Regions from separate parts of the Mus musculus genome. Here region 2 is linked to region 1. The links are chromatin contacts, called in public HiCAR-type maps. All regions are on one chromosome and are shown on one strand. The core of a region is the stretch at or near the end of the contact, and the rest is flanking DNA. Distances in the headings are between cores, read along the strand shown.

Region 1 (7,152 bases), core at 2,533-5,032:
CCTTTAAATGTTTCGTTCTTGTTTCTGTTTAAACTCTAGGTTCAGAAAATTGAGCTGCAAAAATTGTTTGATTTTTTTCTTTTTTTCAAAAACTTTGATTTTTCATTATTAAGTAAGTGTGCGCGTGTACAGACGCATGCGTGCTAGAGGGCATGTGTAGAGGGAGTCAGCTCTCTTTTTCCACCTTTGGTTCCTGGGATCACACTCAGGTAGCCAGACTCAGTTTACAGCAAATACCGTTACCCACTGAGCCATCCTACCAGACCAAAGCTTGTATTTTTCAGTGGGAAAGACCACTCTTCTATTAATTCTGCATTGCTTTCAAGCACACACTTTCAGGTGCGACATCCAGTCTGAACTCCTGGTCCTGTCTGAGTGACTGATTCTCAGTGTCCCCAGGAGTTAGAAGAGATTTCAGAGATCCTCTACTTCAAGTCATGTCCCATAAAGGGACCTGTCCTCCATGCTCTCTGTCACAGTTCTTAATGACATCCCCTAGGACACCCATGCTGTGTCTCTTCTCTGGAGGAGATGGACTTGTTTTCAAAGATGAACAAGGCAGGGAACCTGGATGCATTCGAGTTCATTGGCCATTTCATTCTTACATTTGTTTACTCTTTGGTGAGTATGTACTGAGCACACCTGTGCTTTGTGCTGGCACCAAGGACAGATGAGATGTGTGATCTCCAGGAGAGAGACAGGAGCCAACTTACTGCACAGTGTACAGCTGTGATGGGTGATTGAGGCACAGCTGTAATGGTGATAGGGCTGACTCTAGAGAGACAGAATCCAGGTTAAGAGTCAACTGGTACTTTTATCTAAGATTCATTTCTCTCCTATCACCCCAAGGAATCCTGAGGCAGGAAAACATAGGTAGGATGTCTTAAAATATTTATCAAAGGTGGCATTAGGTTTCACAAATGACGAATGGCAAATCCTAGATTTCCTTAACAAGTGAGCAGGTAGGTATCTTAGTTGCCAGTCCTCAGGATGACAAAGACATATCCTTAGTAACCTGCTGTAGATTACTTCACCCCTTGAAAAAGCCCAAAGTCAAGCACCTGTACATAGAAAACATTGTTATATACACAAAAGCTTTACACCATAGAGATGACATCTCTCTTTCAGCTCTTTTTGTCCTGGTTTGAATCTGCAATGTTCCCTGATAGGCCATATGTTGAAGGGCGTGATGGGTGCTTGAGGCATGGGTGTTAGGATGATTGGGCTGACTGTGGAGAGACGGAACCTAGACTGGGGTCAGTTAGTACTTTTTACTAAGATTCATTTTTTTTCCTCCTATTACTCCAAGGAAGGCTGAGATCTGAAAGCATGAGTTAAAATTTCTTAAAATAACTACTCATGAAGGTTGTGTCTCAACCCTCATCAGTGGACTGCTGAAGGAGTCATAATTAGATAGCAATATTGGGAGGTGATAGAAGTTAAAAACTGGTGCCTGTGGAGAGGAAGAGGGTCATCAAGGGCATGCTCTGGAAGGTGTGCCTTGTCCCAGACCCTCGCTCTTGCTTCATTGCTTCCTGCCACATAACATAGGCGGCTTTCTTTTACTTTGTACTACCATGAGGAACTACCTTCCCGCAGGCCCAGAAACCCAGGAGCAGTGAAAAGTCCTAGTCAGTGAGCCTAAACAAATCCTTCCTCTTTTAAGCTAGTTTCTCTCAGATATTTTTATAGCGATGCAACTATGATGAGCATAATTCTTGTAACTAAAATCCTTGGAAATAGAGAGAGGGTAGAGAACAGAGATTGTTGGGTTTTACATGTGAGTTGACATAGTGACTGTCAAACACAATTCACTGGAAAGAAGCTTGGGCACTAGAGATGATTCAGATATAGGCTCATGTAGTCAGAGATACTGGAGGAAGAATCTGGATGTTCACAGGGCATGGTGGTCATGGTGAAAGATTCAAGTCTGCAGTGCCAGATGTCGGGGACAGAGATGTTCCATCTGAATCACAAGGAAACTCCAGGATGGGTTACCAGTACTGTCTTCCCAGGGGGTTGGATGCTAAGTGAGCAACCTTTAGGCTCTCCCCTTGCTGTATGCCAGCCACCATGGCAAGCTTCTTTGTGGATATGCCATGTGGGCAGCTTTGGATCCTACCTTTGGTATGGTGGCTTGCTGTTCACCCCCTTTTAACACCTTGTGCCACTCACTGTAGACTGTGTCTTTCTTTGTGTCACCTCTTCCCGTAGTTCTGGATCCATCATCTTAGTTCTGATTTCTTCATCTCTTGTTTGGCTCCCAAATACAACTCAAATCTGATCTTTGTTCAAATAGTTTCCTTCTGTGTGTCTGCCTGGAGCTGATACTGTTTCACTGTGATTGGCTTTTATTGGGACAGAAAAAGAGTGACTGGGTATGGAACTGGAAAACTCAAGTTCACCTCTTGAAGTGCTTTAAAGAGACACTTGAAAAAGTCTTCTTCCCATGTGTTTCTGTTCAAAAGGCATCAGCCCCATTGTAGAGGCAATTATTTCCAAAGAGCCAAGAGCTGAACCAGGGACCCACAAGCAACCTAGGGGTAGACAGAGGCTCCTGCTGACACACATGCCTAAGAGGCCTCTTCCCTTCTTCTCAACTCAGAAAGACAGCCCAAGCAAGAACATGTGAGCAAGACAAGGCTTGTGGAGATTGTGTCCAGGGTGAGGGTTTGAATCCCATGGGGGTCTGCTGTGTTGTAGCTGTGTGACCTTAACACATTCCCTCAAAGTTCTACAGTGTCCTTCCTCATTGGCAACATAAAGTAAATCATGCAAACAAAGTATGAGAGGGAAAAAAAAATCACAAATACTAAGGTCAAAGAATTGAAACCCAGACATCTGTCCTGAGGTGGGAATGGGCCTGATGGTATATGTGAAGAGGAGTGCTTCTCTGCTGCTGACGCAATGCAGCCCATGACGTAAAGTGTGAAGGGCACCTGGCCAGTGACACAGTCCTGTCATCTAGCTATTTGGAAGACTGAGGCAAGGAGATTGCCAGTTCAAGAACTTTCTGGGTTACAGAAGGAGTTTAAGGCCAGTCTGACCCAGGCTCATGAGAAAAAACATGGAGCAGCCCTTGGCATATAGCTCAATAGTAGAGTGCTTGCCCACCTTGCATAAAGCCTTGCACTCAATCTCTAGTACTCAAAACAAAACAAAACAAAACAATATGGTGGGTAGATGGGGATAGACCAGTGACTGTCGATCAGAACTGGGCTGTTTATGAAGATCAGGACTGGCTCTGGTACTCAGTATCTCACAACTGAGGGATTCTGAGGTGAAGTGAGCCTGTGGATGGAGGACAGGCCTTGTCCACACTGCTGCTTTAAGGACTTTGGCTCCTCGAGTAAGCAGAGGCTGCCTTTGGGGCCAAGTCATGGGTTCTCTAGAGGGGAGTGGGGTGCCGTCAGAGGGGACACTGTGTTACTATGCCAGTGGCAACTATTGCCAAAAAGAACAGTCAAGAAGCTAGCTAGCCCTTCTTCTGTTTAATGCTGTCCAGCAATATTCTTTGGGACTGGCTGGTTGGACCGAAGAAGCCTTGCTGGGGTCTTAGGGTTCTCACATGGACAAAATGGGGTTGCTTAGGTATTTTGTGCTTACATTTGAGAGAATTTGACTGCATTTTGTGCCCCCGGCTAGTGAATCACTTACATTTGTGAAGTGATTAGCGGGCTGCCTGGCCCATTTTTAAAGGCTCTATAAAAGACGGCTCCTTATTATTGAGCACACGTGCCTTAGCAGCCAAGAGCACAGAACAGTACTTCTTGGCAGTTAGAGCTCCCTAAGGAGAGGGCGGGCCTTAGAAGTCAAAGAAGAGAATGGAATCATTTAGCTGACACACACCCGGATCCTCCTTGGAATCTTCCACCCACAGAAGTCTGACCCAATTTGTTGGGCTCTTCTCCTGAGACCCCCTGGTTTGCGCACTAAATCCAAACCTCCATAATAGGCTGTGGCTAAGAAAAGGGGAACAGAACTTGCCCCACCCACCTTAAACCTCACCTCATCTCCTCCCTGGGGCCAGGAGGCTGCAGTTTTTGCCTGGTGGGCAGTAAAGACCTTCTTGTGGATGGAGAAACAGCCAGAGGACTTTTAGAAATTTCAAACATGGGGTTCTATGCCATTTCTTTTAAAGTGGGGGTTCACATCAATTGTTTAAGCCAGGTTGGGTGGAACCAACACTGATTTGCAGCCTGGAGCTCCTTATCTTTTTGGAGAGCCATCTGTCCCCTACAGGAATGGAAGGCTAAGTGCTGAAGCCATCTTGAATGTGGATTTTCATGTTGTCTGAGAGCTAGGAGAATGAGTTGTCTCCAGACAAGGTCCCCGGGGTGGGGGTGGCAGGTTTGGACAGTAGCCCAGGGCAGTGTTGAAAGCAAGCAGCTCTCACTAAGTCCAGCTGAGGCACAGATCTTTTCTTTTTCTTTTCTTTTCTTTTTTGTTTTGTTTTTGTTTGTGTTTTTATAGTTTTGTTTTTCAAGACAGGGTTTCTCTGTGTAGCCCTGGCTGTCCTGGAACTCACTCTGTAGACCAGGCTGGCCTCGAACTCAGAAATCCGCCTGCCTCTGCCTCCCGAGTGCTGGGATTAAAGGCGTGCGCCACCACACCCAGCCACAGATCTTTTCTTCTTCCTGCCACAGGGCCTGTGGCACTAAAACAGCTTCTCTGGAACTGATGGCAGGCACATCTGTTCCTTAATGGAAACTGAGTGATCATAAGATGTGCTTTTGCCTTGATGGGAGCAAAGGGAACACAAAGGAATATAAACTCTTTAATGCTTGTTAAAACTGAAGTAGGCAACAGGAAAAGGCCAAGTGCAGGGAGATGAGGCAAAGGTCAGAGGTAGGGAGAGTGAGAGGTGTCTGCGAGGCATAGACAAGTCCTCCGTAAGATACAGAAACCAGGGCTTGTAAACCACAATAACAAAGTGTCTACTGTGTTCATAGGGACCATTTTCCTTTGCTATTAGCACGATCTCTGCAGTGTCTTGTCACATCTAATCTTCCATTTTCTATACCTCTACCTTCACAATGTTTACACTTAGGGAACTGGGTAGATGTAGGAAACTCGGGTCCCAGAAAGAGGTGACTTTCCCTGGGACACCAGGTGACATATTAGGGAAATGTTTTCTTATTCAGTGTGTCCTTTTCTTCTACTTCCCAAACCACTACATTGCATAGATCCTTTCTTCATAGGATTATTCCTTTCAGCAAGGGATTGAGGTGAAAGTAATTCTGCCCTTATGCCTTACCATGCAATGGCCATGTTATGACATGACCAATGAGAGATTATTCATAAACAACGACGAGAGAGGAGTCGGGACCTCCCCTATCATCTCGGTGGCTTCTCATTTCAGACATAAGCCTGTCAACTCCATATAGTTTAACATTTCAAATGTTCCAAAACCAACCCAGGTAGCCAAATTACTGCTCAAGTCATGCTAACTCCACCCATTACCCTATTCCCTTTCCACGCCCAACCTGCTAGCTGGCCAAAGACCACTCTGTCCTCGCCATTATGGTATCTTCTTCATGTAAAAGCCCAGATGGGCTGCCATGCCCTAGGAAGGATTCCCCAGCATCTCTCATGGGAAAGGCCTTTCGCAGGTTACTGTGTAACGTCATACCATTTTAAGACTTCTTTTGTGGGAAAGACACACCACACAACTTGAAGGATTTGTGGCTCATCTGGGTGATGAAAAGCACACTTGGAGACAGACTGAAGCTGACAAGCCCCGGTTGGTCACCACTCGGCACATTTTTGTAAGCTCACTTCAGTCAAGCACTCCCAATTCATCTTTTTTCCTGTCGTCACTGCGTCCAGGGTGCCACAGGGCAAAATGCAACCTGAAAAGCCAGGTCTGGAAAGATACAAGTGGCTTAACATAAACGGCCTCTGTCAGTCGACATTTGGAAAAATTCCTAGAAAGTCTATGGAGTGTATGTCAGCCGAAAAACATTTACTAAGCCCTGTTTCCCCCAATTTGATCCTCCCCAGGAACTTATGCTGTAAGACACATCACTTTGGCTTACTCCACTCTCCTGGCCACACATACACACACATACGCACATGTACAGCCCCTTTCAGCACCCCACTCAAGATCTTCTTTCTGCTTTAAGCTTATGATCTCCCATTCCTTACAAATGCTTTCTGCTCTTATTTTAGCACCACACAGTTTAGCTCTGCCTCTAGAGTGACTTAGAAGCACCGAGGTTGGCTTGACCTAGAGCCTGTGGCCGGGCAAGCTAGGATATCTGCTGCCCTCCTATAGGACAAGTTGTTTCTGAGACCCAGTTCCCTGTGACAATCTATCACTTCTGACTAGAGATTGTTATAGCATCTCAGGTGCCATGAGATAACCCCTCTCTGCCTCCCCTCTTCATGGTCTTGGATGCCACACCCAGGGAGTTTAAGTTCAAGAACTTTGAGATGTAATAATACATACATGTTTCTGAGATTTGAAAACACAAGGTTTAATAAATGTTTTCATCCTAATTCCTTGGTCACCACTTAGAGAATTACCTCCCCAAATAAGTCTGCCAGCCAGGAATAGCTGCATAAGACTTGGGGCAAGAAACAACCTCCATTGCATTCAACTGCTGAGATTTTTTTTTCCCCCTCTGACCAAAACAGATAAATGAGACCGAGTACGATATCTGGCCACTGTTTGCTGTATGTTGGAAAGGTTGCTCAGCCTGCCCAGGTTCAGATTCTCCACTGATAGAGAATGATCAAGAGAGCTCAACTCTGCAGGTTGGGTGTGAGGAGTAAATATGGTGCTTCTGAACTGTTCACAGTATTGTAGAGGCCAAATATCTTTTCTATGTGTCATCCACTTAATGCATGTTTCTATATGGTAGATTTCCACTTCACTCTTACTACTGGACTGCATGTGCTTTGAATAGTCATTCAATGTTGTCCACCTTCTGTAGATACCAGAAATCCTGGCACAAATCAGACAGGACCTCAGTACCTATTTACTGAGAAGACAAGCGTCGTGACATCTCCCTACCGTAGCCCACCCATCCAGTCACACAGCTTCTTTTGTTCTCTGTCACCTATGACCTTCTGCTCATCTAATGCTTCCTTTGCCTTCCCACAGATCAACACCTCTAGAGAGCATTTTTTGTGTATGGCTTCTTCCCA
Region 2 (7,152 bases), core at 3,264-5,763, 250 kb after region 1:
TAGAAAGAGACTTGTTTCTGGTACTATAAATCTGGAAAAGAACTCATGACTGGGGAGATCTTGGGTCTAGGAGAAAATATACTACTATTCTTCCAGTAAACGGACACAGTATCAAACTGCCCTGTGAGATGACCACTCGCCACTCCTGGATTAGTGGAGCCCTCAGACCTCTTCAGAAAAACCTCTATGCAATGAATGGCTTTTAATACAGACTCACAAGTAGGCAAAATATAGAGAATAAAAGTCTACGGGACCACGCTCCCTTCCCTCACGGCTCATGGAATATTGGCAAAGAGGAAACAGAAAGAGTTTAAGAGCCAGAGGTTGGGGAGAACCAAAGTGAAGTGCTGTCTTCTGCTCTGGAGAACTCATAGCAGCTGTGGTTACCTGCACAAGATCAAGCTGGTCGCCACAGCAACACGGAGAGGGGAGGGGCTTATGAAGACCCACCCTTAGCTGAGGAGCTATTGATGCTTGGTGGCTGCTAGAAAATTTTGGGGTGTCATCCTTGGTAGTTTAATTGTGCTAAAGTGGATGGCCCCACATCCGAGTATATATGGGCACTACTAATTGACTCAATGGGTTATTTAAATAAGAAAAAAAGGACATGAGGTTTTCAGAGAATGTGGAAAGGCCAGGAGCTGGGGGAGGGTAAATATAATTTGAAATAAATTACAAAATTTGGTGCATACCTTTAATCCCAGCACTCAGGAGGCAGAGGCAGGCTAATCTTTCTGGGGACAGCCTGGACTACACAGCCAGTTCCAAGACAGCTAAGGTTATACTGGGAAATTCTATCTCGGAAAACCAATAAAACAAGATAAAATAAAAAAAGAATTTCTGGCTCTTTTGAAAAACTACGCCAGTGGTTTTTTGAGGCTTGTAATCTTTGGGCTTGATCCTGATGTGATTAGTGATTGCCTCATGCGCACAACATAAACTAGGCCACTAGGGTGTGTTCAGATCTCTAAGTCTTAATAGGTCATCATAATTTCCTTAAAAATGACTATTGAAAATCAGTAACAGAAATGGGTCATCAAAGGTGAAAAATACAACATGGATAAAGAAAAAAAATGATCACAGAAGATGGGACTCGGGCCATTTAACTGTCAAAGATCTAAAAGGCTGGGAAGGGTGAGAATACTGTACTAACTCTCCAAGTCAAGACAGTAGAACAAAAACCTCCTAGAGGAGGGGGAAGATTGGAAGGAGCCACTCAAGTGGATGCTGGTGTACATGAGGCAGGAGTCAGTCCACAGTCCACCTCCTGACAATCCAGGGTTCAGTGAGATTGTCTGGATGCCCCTAGACAGTATTCCAGGACCTGAACCAACAGAACTCTCTTATATCAACAAACAAAGCAAGAAAATGCAACACACTAAGCTTTGAGGCTTACAAGTTGTTAATAGCACACATGTGGGATTGTACTATTTAAACTACTAATGAAACTAGCTATTGATAAGTTCACCATGCTGGAGTGTGTAGATATGTCCTAGTAAACATGGTCCAAGCACTTAGTTAATTAATGTGCTTTAAACCATACGTGTGAAAGCTGGGGATTTGGGTCAGTGGTGGAGTGCTTTCCTCAAAACATACATAGTAACATATTAAAATATTTTGAAATAATATAATCTCTCATATTTCATCAAGGAATATTTGTGTCAGACTATTAGCATCTGTGTAACATCAGCTCAGAAATGGTGGACTCTATGAAACCATCCAAATACTTGAAAATGTGTGAAACATTGAATGTCCTCTTGGGCACTTAAAGCTATAGTGACTTAATAGAATAATGAAATTTGTTCCTAGACTTATGGGGAGCAAATGACCCACATTTGAACCACCGCTAGCTGGATGTTTGCAGATGTTATTTAATGACCAACATTCTTGGACTCACTCTGGGGTCTTTGTCACCCTGCCTGCTGTCCTCCAAGGCAGTTCTCTCTCTCTCTCTCTCTCTCTCTCTCTCTCTCTCTCTCTCTCTCTCTCTCTCTCTCCCTTTCAGCTATGGTGTTAGGTTTACTTTGTATAGTTTGAAAAGATTGGCCTCGTTTCAGTAACAAAAATGACAGGCTTTATGCACACTCTTTACCTTATGTCACTCTTAGGGTGATGACTGGAGGGGCGAGCCCCATGAGAAAGGTTGGCAAGGCCCCACCCACACAGAGGATGTGCCACAGAAGAGGCAGGGAAGTTTCTAGAATATCATGAACTGGTGACAGCTTTCCGAAACACTTCATAACAATCTTAAAATTTAATATTATATCAAGCTGACTTTTTCTATCCAATGCCGGGAGAGTGGGGGGAGGGGATCAATAGCTAAGACTTGAAGCTTTTCGGCATAGGCTTTTTAGACTATTCCAATGGGTGAAGTGGGAGCTAGAATTTGCTTGCTATTCTTGTGAGTTGGTGTCCTAGAATTCCAAGACATAATCAAGCAATTACTTCCCTCAGAGGTTTGCTATCAATGCTATCCAATGCAGAAGGAAACCTGGGGCTCAACAGCTCATGACGTCAGCCTGGCAGGAGTCAGCCCATTAATAGTGCTACGTGGATTCAATTCAAATAACGTGTGCTCGGATACCGCATGTCGGTGCGCATGTTGGTGACGGGGAGTTAGGTAAATGGATCTAATTTCAGAACTAGAACATTCAGGAGAACCACCCATTCTGTGCTTAACTGAGTAAGAAAGTAGGTTTTGTGTTTGTTTGTTTATTTTATCACTCAGAGAACAGACTCCGAAAGGTCCAAATGAAGCAGATGCCACGGTATATCGTGCTCCCTGCAATGTCACTTGCTTTGCATTTCCTGGGATGCTTGGGAAATAGTTGAGTGCTAAATACGTGTGCTTCGCTCTATCCCCGGGGGATTAAGAAACAGAAGACCAGCCATTAATGAAAAAGGAAAATAGTGGAACTTCAGGTTCTCAGAACAATTTTAAAGGTGGACAATCCACACTCCAATCTAAGGAAACGTTCCTTCTCTTAGATCCCTTCAACAAATCAACATGCTGCCATCCTGTCTTTAAAACCAAATAAAAGTTTATTATGTGACTGGTACACACCATACACATATTTCCAAATGTGGTTCAGAAATATCACAGTCTAGCCCACAAAATTTGCACAATTCTTATGTGTCAGTTAAGAATAAACATATATTTAAAAAAATAAATGAAAAGATTTTTAAAGCTAAGTGTGGTGACACATTCAAAAGGCAGAGGCAAGTGGGTCTCTGTGAGTTCAAGACCAACCTGGTTTACATAGTGAGTGGAGGCTAGCCAGGGCTGCACAGTGAAACCCTAAACCCCCACAACCAAAACAAACAAACAAACAAAACAAAAACAAAAAACAAACAAACAAAAAAACCTTCATGGTTATCTTTGCATTGAACTTCTCTGTAGAACTTTCCAGAAAAGCCAGCAGTGCTTCAGCTGTCTCGGCTCCCACAAGGCAGTGCTGCTATCTGCATAAACATCTTGTTCAAGGTTGCAAATGATTTCAACATTATAAAAGCCAACTATGGTTCCTGAATTAATCAACCACTCAACCCCAGTCTCTCAGCAGCAACCATCACAGTTGATGTGTAATGACGACAGTGACATCCATGTCATCTGGGCTGCTTCCATATGCTTCTCTTTGAGATGGTTCCCACCTTGTCTTTGCTTCCCCACACTATGGTCCCCAAAGCCACACGGACCTTCCTGGAAAGTGACCCACATCATATGACCCCTGTTAAAAGTGCCCCATGATGTCTTACTCTGAATAAAGTTTGTCTTTATTCAGGGCCTATGAGGCCCCTGTGATAGTGCCTTCACTAACTCATACCATTCCTATCCAGCCCATGCCTGCCCAGCACGCCACATCAGGACCCCTCCTTGTGTTTCTCACAGGACCTTTACATCTGCTTGCACCTTTTCCTAGAAAATGCTACCGCACACGACTCTTCTACCTAAAATTTTTTTTAGATCCTTGCTCAGATGACACCTGATCCTAACGCTTTCTGAGACCACCTTCAAGAGACAGCTTATACACTCAGGAACATGGGAAGCTGCTGCTGTCTGTAACATTGCTCTCCCTGAACTTAGGCCAACTTTCCACTCCAGATGTGCCTGATTGAATTTATTCATATGTCCAATCCAATGGGATTGGATGCTCCATGAAAGGGGAGGGGGGTCTTCATCAATATCCCCAGTGTCCAGAATGTGCCTGAAATATACTCAAAACATTTTAAAAATAAATGAACATCTAGGAATCACTAGGGATGCGTCTCCATTCCAACTGTAAACATGAGCTTGGAGAGTAAAGGCAAATGTCTGAGTGATTGGGACCTGGAGAGGAAGTTTTCCTTGGCCATCCACACAAGCATCCTGCGCTCGAAGTATATGACTGTGGAATCTTAGGTCATGGACCATCAACCACAGGAAAAATTAAAATAAATCTCTGGCCACAAGGAAACAGAAAGCAACAATTAAGGGCTCGATACATGATTAGACAATTAGTCACCACTGGCTTTTGCCAGAGTAACCGAAAGCGCAGCTGGGAGCAAGACAGAACTAGGTTGGAGCCACTGCTCTGTGCTGTCTTTCTCCAAAACGCTGGAATATTTACTCTCCACTTCTCTGAGGATGGTGGTCCCTAAAATTCAGCTAAATCCCCTAGAATGGTAAGAATTTCACGGCATAATGTCCCCATTACATAGTCCCTGGTACAGAACAAAAATTTAATATACACTGGCTTTGCTATTTTTTAATATACTACCCGAGCACTGCTCTGTCACTTTCAGGCTATTTTAAAATAACACAACTGGGCTCACACATCTTTCTAATGAAAAGAGAGTGCTCAGGAGTTTTTGTGTTTGTTTTTACTCTGATATATTTTCACAGAAACCTGCATGTAACACTATGAAAGCGTTCCTTTAGTCAAGACAATAAGGGCCACATAAAGTCTTGAGAGCTATCAAGATGGCTCAGCAGTAAGTGCTTGCCATGTCAGTACACGGGCCGGATATCCAGAAACCACATCAAGCTGGACAGATACCGTGCATCTGAAATCTTGGTGCTCACCCTGTGAGATGGGAGACACAGACGGATGAATCCCAAGATGTTAATGAGCCAGGTAGCTTGGTACATAAGGCAGAGAACAAAGAGAGCCTGTCTCAGAGATGGTGAGATTCGTCCTCTGACCTCCACACGCCCTTACACACACAGCCAGTATGCAAAAACGACACAAAATATCACTGAGAACCTGGAAGCATGCACTTCACCTGTCTACTCAATGAACTATGTACACCTGCTTGAATTCTTCCTGCTTACAGTAGCCTGGGAACATGAGTCAGAGGCAAGCCTTCTCCGTGAGAGTACAACAACGTTTTCTGTGCAGCTCAGACTGGTATCTGCTGCTTGAAGGTCCTTCTCCTGACTCGGCTGTGCTGGGACATCTACTTCCACACTGCTTTGCTAATCTTAAATGTGTTTGTTGTTCCTGACTAAACAATACAAAAAGGAGTCCGTCTTCTGTTTTTCTATTCAACAGATCTATGAAAGGTCACTGTGGATCAGACAGAACTCACAGCAAGATCACAGAAAACAAGATTAGCAAGGTGCCTGGTACTAGGCCTGTAGACATTTCGACATCTTTAATCATCAGGGAAATGCAAATCAAAACAACCCTGAGATTCCACCTCACACCAGTCAGAATGGCTAAGATGAAAAATTCAGGTGACAGCAGATGCTGGCGAGGATGTGGAGAAAGGGGAACACTCCTCCATTGTTGGTGGGATTGCAAGCTTGTACAACCACTCTGGAAATCAGTCTGGCGGTTCCTCAGAAAATTGGACATAGTACTACCGGAAGATCCAGCAATACCTCTTCTGGGCATATATCCAGAAGATGCCCCATCCGATAAGAAGGACACATGCTCCACTATGTTCATAGCAGCCTTATTTATAATAGCTAGAAGCTGGAAAGAACCCAGATGCCCCTCAACAGAGGAATGGATACAGAAAATGTGGTACATTTACACAATGGAGTACTACTCAGCTATTAAAAAGAATGAATTTATGAAATTCCTAGCCAAATGGATGGACCTGGAGGGCATCATCCTGAGTGAGGTAACCCAATCACAAAGGAACTCTCACAATATGTACTCACTGATAAGTGGATATTAGCCCAGAAACTTAGGATACCCAAGATATAAGATATAATTTGCTAAAAACATTAAACTCAAGAGAACGAAGACCAAAGTGTGGACACTTTGCCCCTTCTTAGAATAGGAAACAAAACACCCATGGAAGGAGTTACAGAGACAAAATCTGGAAGTGTGACGAAAGGATGGACCATCTAGTGATTGCCATATCCAGAGATCCATCCCATGATCAGCTTCCAAACGCTGACACCATTGTATACACTAGCAAGATTTTGCTGAAAGGACCCAGATATAGCTGTCTCTTGTGAGACTATGCCAGGGCCTAGCAAACACAGAAGTGGATGCTCACAGTCAGCTATTGAATGGACCACAGGGCCCCCAATGGAGGAACTAGAGAAAGCACCCAAGGAACTAAAGGGAACTACAACCCTATAGGTGGAACAACAATATGAACTAAGCAGTACCCCGGAGCTCTTGTCTCTAGCTGCTTATGTATCAAAAGATGGCCTAGTCGGCCATCACTGCAAAGAGAGGCCCATTGGACTTGCAAACTTTATATGCCCCAGTACAGGGGAATGCCAGGGCCAAAAAGGGGGAGTGGGTGGGTAGGGGAGTGGGGGGGGGGGTATGGGGGACTTTTGGTATAGCATTGGAAATGTAAATTAGCTAAATACCTAATAAAAATGGAAAAAAAAAAGACATTTCGCATTTGCCCAAAGTCAGTTCACCATGAGAGCTTGGGACCCACAGCATCCAGAAAAACCTGAGCATGGCTAGCTGGGCGTATCTGTATCCCAGTGCAGGGGAAGATCCGGGCCGCTTCCAGGAGCTCTCAGCCAGACTACCTGGAACGAACGGTAAATTCCAGGGCCAGCGAAGAGAGTGTGTCTTAGAAAATAAGTGGAAGTTGGGCATGGTGGCCACACCTTCAACCTCCTCACTTGGGAAACAGAGGCAAGCAGATCTCTGTGGGTTTAAGTCCAGCTTAGTCTACATAGCTAGTTCCAGG

What was found. HiCAR-type assays count read pairs that join an accessible place to other places.
Region 2: a HiCAR-type map of fibro-adipogenic progenitors shows a contact between it and region 1, with 2.4 times the contacts expected there. The contact joins two enhancer-like sites. A contact is called at or near these places in 1 of 15 datasets of contacts at CTCF or cohesin (the NIH/3T3 cell line), 1 of 484 Hi-C or Micro-C datasets (nephron progenitors) and 1 of 115 datasets of contacts at active chromatin or transcription factors (fibro-adipogenic progenitors).

Annotation. Positions count from the first base shown.
Region 1 is chr2:125,286,964-125,294,115 of GRCm38.p6, forward strand. No RefSeq gene overlaps it. Among named protein-coding and RNA genes, the nearest start is that of Dut, 43 kb to the left of the region's middle. Within about 2 kb of position 3,783, at least 38 of the 459 cell types and tissues checked have an H3K27ac peak or open chromatin away from gene starts, as enhancers often do. A contact at or near this core is called in fibro-adipogenic progenitors, where this site is marked.
Region 2 is chr2:125,536,343-125,543,494 of GRCm38.p6, forward strand. No RefSeq gene overlaps it. Among named protein-coding and RNA genes, the nearest start is that of Fbn1, 33 kb to the left of the region's middle. Within about 2 kb of position 4,514, at least 25 of the 459 cell types and tissues checked have an H3K27ac peak or open chromatin away from gene starts, as enhancers often do. A contact at or near this core is called in fibro-adipogenic progenitors, where this site is marked.